Linked DNA regions of Mus musculus: region 2 is linked to region 1. Evidence: chromatin contacts called from public promoter capture Hi-C data. All regions are on one chromosome and are shown on one strand. The core of a region is the stretch at or near the end of the contact, and the rest is flanking DNA. Distances in the headings are between cores, read along the strand shown. Region 1 has its middle 140 kb from the start of Gm40217. Region 2 has its middle 24 kb from the start of Gm26047.

What was found. Promoter capture Hi-C pulls out the DNA fragments that hold promoters and counts their contacts.
Region 2: a contact with region 1 is called in a promoter capture Hi-C map of the 3T3-L1 cell line, with 3 times the contacts expected there. The contact joins two enhancer-like sites. A contact is called at or near these places in 1 of 39 promoter capture datasets (the 3T3-L1 cell line), 1 of 484 Hi-C or Micro-C datasets (uterus), 1 of 115 datasets of contacts at active chromatin or transcription factors (astrocytes) and 1 of 9 other capture datasets (embryonic stem cells).

The regions. Positions count from the first base shown.
Region 1 is chr4:105,456,013-105,458,712 of GRCm38.p6, reverse strand. No RefSeq gene overlaps it. Among named protein-coding and RNA genes, the nearest start is that of Gm40217, 140 kb to the right of the region's middle. Within about 2 kb of position 1,367, at least 27 of the 459 cell types and tissues checked have an H3K27ac peak or open chromatin away from gene starts, as enhancers often do.
Region 2 is chr4:106,093,590-106,096,289 of GRCm38.p6, reverse strand. No RefSeq gene overlaps it. Among named protein-coding and RNA genes, the nearest start is that of Gm26047, 24 kb to the left of the region's middle. Within about 2 kb of position 1,254, at least 39 of the 459 cell types and tissues checked have an H3K27ac peak or open chromatin away from gene starts, as enhancers often do.

The sequences.
Region 1 (2,700 bases), core at 118-2,617:
ACTCAAAGTCATGTTGCAATGGTCCCCAAGAGCTGTTCTGCGTGTGAGTGGATAGATGGAAGGCTGTGGGTAGATGGTCCACCTGTTGAGCCACACAGAGAATGAGCCACAAAGCAGGGCGATATGATCTCCAATGGTTGAGTTTCTAAGTGTCATCAGAACTTGAGGGATTTTCACCTTTAGAAGTGTAAGGAATCACTTCCCAGTTGACATGTTCTGTGGAGAGCCGTGAGCAATTGCCATCATGAGCCTCCGCTGTGCCTAACTGGTAAACAAGTAATGTGCGCAGGTGCAAGAGTAAATTCGTGCCAAGTCACTGCCCATCCCGGGGCGTGGTGATGAGGCTCTGGGAGAGCAGCCAATCACACGCCACACTAAGGTGTATATAAGCAGCGCCTTTTTGGTGCTTGGGGTATTCCTCTTCATGTTGAAACTGGTGTAATAAAGTTGCTGCAGAAGGATCCAGTTTCTCACGCGTGTGTTCTTGCTGGCGAGACAATAGTATGTGTGAGAATGTTCCATCCTGCTCATCCTGTGGACTAGAGTAGAACGGATATGGAAAGTAAAGCTTACAATTGCTCATCTCACCCTTGTCTTCAGTGTCTTAACCTGTATCTCAGTCTCACTAGGAAATGGCATTTCCTTACATGTCCCAGGTTTCTGCAGGTACTATTTCCTCCCCTGGACTTCCTCATTTTTCTCCTTTATTTTACTAGCTAGTTTCTTCTTGTTCTTTAGTACATGTGACACTGCTTCCTTCCGATGTGACTCACCTCCACCTTCTCAAATCCCACCCCACCTGGATCAGGACCTGTCATGCAACATGTACTTCCCTCACCAGATCCCTTAGCATAAGATACAGCGATTGTCACTTAATATGTCTGTGTTTCCAGCCAACCTGCCAGGACCATCATAGTAGTAAAGCCATGTCAAATTATTATGTTAAATATCAGTGATGTGAATTCATTCTGGAAGACAAGCTGAAATGCCTACAACAAATGCTAAGATTTCACAGGTATAGAATTGTCTCCTGAGATGTGATGGCCCCAGGACACCTAATATTAATTCTGTCTTGCTGTGTCCCACCCCCACTGCTGGACATGTGCTTTGTATTGGCCTTGGTGCCTGCAATTTATGATTCACGCTGAAAGCACATTTGACTCGCTCATCTTTATAGCTCTTCTCCGAGAAAATTACCCAATCTGGCAGTCCTTTTGGCCCCAAGGCTACTTGACAGATCACAATGAGCCAGGCCAGATGGGAGGAGAAAATGAACTCCACCATCAAATTGTCCAATGCCTGAAAAATGTTGGCTTTGAGATAGTGCCGTTCTTTGTATTGCCTATAATCAGAGGGCTGAGTTCTTCACTGGGCCAAGGCAGTCAGGTCTTGGTGTTCCTGGCTGAGCTCAGTCAGTGTCCCACAGTGGAGCTCCCTGCCAGGTGGGCTGTCACAGCTGCGGAATCAGAGAAGTTGTGCAAGAGGAAAAAGAGATTTTTCCAATTCAGCAGAAGGAAAAGCCTCAGAGAATGAGCTCAGCGCAAGTGGGAGTCAAAAACCAAGGCCAAAGGTCCAGAACTCAAGTGCGAATGGCAAGAAGGAGGATCGTGGTGAATACAAACTACAGAAAGAACGTGAGCAGCAAGCGAGAGACAGGGATGACTGTGATGTGGGACACATGAAGACTCCCAGTGCCTTCCCACATCCCGCCACTTCCCACAAAGCTTTCTACAGAGTCAAACTGTACATTGATTTCTTTACAAAGCATTTATCCAGCCTTTGTGCTAAGCATAACTCTTACTTTATTTTTTGTTTTTATCTGCTTATATATGTGCACATGTGTGCATCCATGTGTGTGGCCTAGTATATGTGTGCATTTGTGTTCATGAATCTGGACACATGTGTACCATGATGTACATGAGGACGTCATAGGACAACCTCAGGCTCATCTTCCACTTTTTTTTTATACAGACTCTCTCTTGGGTGTTTTTTGTTTTGTTTTGTTGTTTGTTTGTTTCCTGATGGATATACCAGGTTGCCTGGTCCATAAACTTTAGTGTATTCTCCTGTTTCTACCTCCCAACTCCCCTCAGGAGCACTGTGACGGGATGTATGCATGCCCAGTATCTAGCTTTATTTATGGGAATTAGAACTTAGTTCCTCAGTCACGTGTAGCTAGTGCTTTTCCTGGTGTACCATCTCCCCAACCTCTAGTACAACTACCCCACACCCTACGGTTATTCTCATTCTAGAAATGAGGAAACTGAATTTCAAAGAGACTCACAAGGGGTCAAGGTAGCAGTGGTGCCTAGGACCATCTGGTCTAAAGGCTCTGGTATGAGGTCCCCAAGTATAAACAAGCCGACCTGCTGAAAGTCACTCCCAGAAAAGGCAAATTCCAAAGAAGACTCTGAGTCCAGACAAGCTGTTTGGAAAAAGTGGAAACCAGCAAAGCTAAGAGATGTTAAGGTCAACTGAGTCCCTTGGAAAGGATATTCTCTAGCCTTTTGAGCTGCCTACAGGCTATGTGGTGAGCTCCAGATCCCCAGCTTTTGTGAGGGGTCAGAGGCACTGACCTCAGGAAGACTGTGCCCCTCCAGCAACACTGGGAGGAAAGATGGTCTGCGATGGGAGAGATAGAAACCTTAATTACTTCCTGGTGCAAATCTGAAGAGGATGAAGTCTTGGGCACTAGTTGAG
Region 2 (2,700 bases), core at 5-2,504, 640 kb before region 1:
AATAACCAAAGCTTACCCTTTCATGTGCCAAAACTTGATTTAATCATTTTGCATGGAAGGCCTTCTAAAACTAATTACACGCTCCTTGCCCGTTGCAGTGGGTGAGGCTGCCCATTCTCTAACCTTTTCTTGAGGACACAAGAACCATTAATTCACCAGGCTATAAATTAAGAAAAGTAAGGTGCTATTTGTACGAATAATGCATTTCCTCATCTGTGCTGTGGATTTTGAGTTCTTCTGTCTTCTTTAATAATTGTATTCATTCTCTCCCCTCGACCCCCTGCATTTCTTCATTCTTTGTGGGTATTGTATGACAGCCAGCCAGGAATGGATTCTGGTGTCAGAGCTACATGCAGATTCTGGCTCTACTCTTCTGTCCACTGGGCTCCAGTGTCTTTGTGTGGAGTATGCATCCAAGTGAACTGTCACTGATTGTGTCTGGAAAGTCCAGTTCCCTCCTCACATCATTGGAAAGACCAGATACACAATGAATGTGATGATCCTCTATTGTGACCCTCACCCCTCAGGACTCAAGGCTGCTTAATAATAAGCACTGCTCCCATGGGTAGGTTTGCTTCTTGCTCTGCAGTTTTTCTACATTTTGATCCACAAACCTAATCTACAGAGGGTCCTCTCAGAGCTGCATGGACAAGCTTGCCACTGCCTTATTTGCTCTGTCTCCAGCCTCCAGGCATGTAACCCAAACCCAGATCTAGGGTAGGGATTGGGCACACTTTCCTCATTGTTAGAGGAAGCATCTCAGGTCTTCGGGGGAAGCAAAACGTCTAGAGTCAATCTCACAATCTGTTTCACATGTGGAGGTCCCAGGAGACGCATGCGGTTCTGTAGACTTTGGATCTTTAAAATGCTGGCATGCCACAGTCAAGTCCCACTTTGGATGCTTGCCCCAAGCTTTTCTGTGTTGAAGGAGAGCTGCAAGGGCCTCATTGCTCAACTCTTGGGGAATGGGGAGAAGGTATGTTCTCATTAAACAATTCACAAGCTCTCAGGGCTGCAAATAAAAACCATGACTCCCTCCCATGTTCCTCTTCCCATCCGATCCCCCACTTCCGTTGGCTTAGAAGCACTCCACCCTTCCTACAATGGGTAAAGCATGAACAACAAGTGGAAAATCAGGAGTAAGGGGCATGCTAGTTATTTTGTTAAAAAAAAATTAAGTCCCTAGAGCTAAAGCTAAAGCCACAGACTGACAGGGCAGGGTACGCCCCTGACAGCAACCTCCTGCCAAGGGTATTAGAATGCTGATTCATCTTCTTATGAAACGAAGAGCTCTCTAGAGAGCGGGCAAAGAAGGCAAGGAAAACAAGAGATTGCAAGGAAAAGGAAAGTGGGGAGAACTAAGAGGAGAAACTTATTGCGCAAATACCTAGCATGGGTGTGCACGTACGTGTACAGGTATGCGTATGTGTGCATGTACATGTAAATGCAGTGCTGTTTCATATAATGCAGACAGTTTTCATGGTTCTTATTTCCATCTTGCAAACTAGGAGACCAGTTTGAGAGAGAGTGATGTTTTCAAGTTACCCATTGGCGGATGAAGATTTTTTTCTTGGCAAGCAAAAGGGCGTAGACCTCCACTTCTCCCTCCCCTCCCCTTCCCGTGGTACAGAAAACAAGGGAAAGGAAAATAAGAAGGAAATGCCATGGTGACACATTCTTCAAGCCCTGTATCCCAGGCCACAGGTGTGGAAATTGCCACAACCTTTTCTGCTACAACACTTTACAACTGGTACATCTTGCCTCTTCCTTCCCCCCCCCACCCCCTTTCTTCCTTCTACAAGTGCTGCGTTTTTTGTTTGTTTTGTGTTTTGTTGTTGTTTTTGTTTGTTTGTTTGTTTGTTTTGTTTTTAGTCTCCTTTACTCTCAAAATGGGTGCAACAGTTTGTAGAGTGTTTATGGGCAGAGTTCAAGGAAACAAACCAGGACATTACAGCTTGGTTCTTTGTTTGTAAGTTCTTTTTGTAGCCCGTGCTTACTAAAATTGCAACAAAGTAACTCTGTCATTCTATATTTAGTTTCTGCCTCTTGGGTTTGACGTAGATCTTCCTCATCACTTTATCTCTGTGTCTTAGGAATCTTAGTAGATTAATGCAACCCAAGGATGTGGAAAGTAGAAATGATGTAACAAAAGCAATGAAAAGGGAGACATGCTGAATGGAATCGCACAGTACAAACTCAAGTTGCAAGGCTGTGCTGTTCTAGGCTCTGACATGCCTGCTTTAATGGCAGACTGAGCCATCTTCATGCTGACTGTAAGCTTTAATTCTCAATACAAGGATGTGTATAGAATACAGTGCTTGGGGGTTATAAGGCACGTGCAGGCATGATTCTTACAAGGTTAATTTGTGTTTCCTTGGAAGATTTTTTTTGTTTCTTTCACGTGACTAGCAACACCGAAAAATCCTGGTGTTTTTGTTGTTCTTGTTGTTTGTTTTCTGCTTTGTTTTGTTTTGGCAAGCATTTGTCATCAGAATTCTGTCACTGGCTCTTCATGTTCTCTACACAGTCTGGTTGTTAGCCAGACAGGAGTGACCACTGCTCTTTCTCAACAAGGACATAACATGTGCACTGGAGGATTTAGAGGAGGCCAAATTGATAGTCTAGCTAGACTTTGCAAGGAAAACTGACAAACTAGCATGACTTTGCATAATAGCTATGGGATGCACTCATATTCTCTCT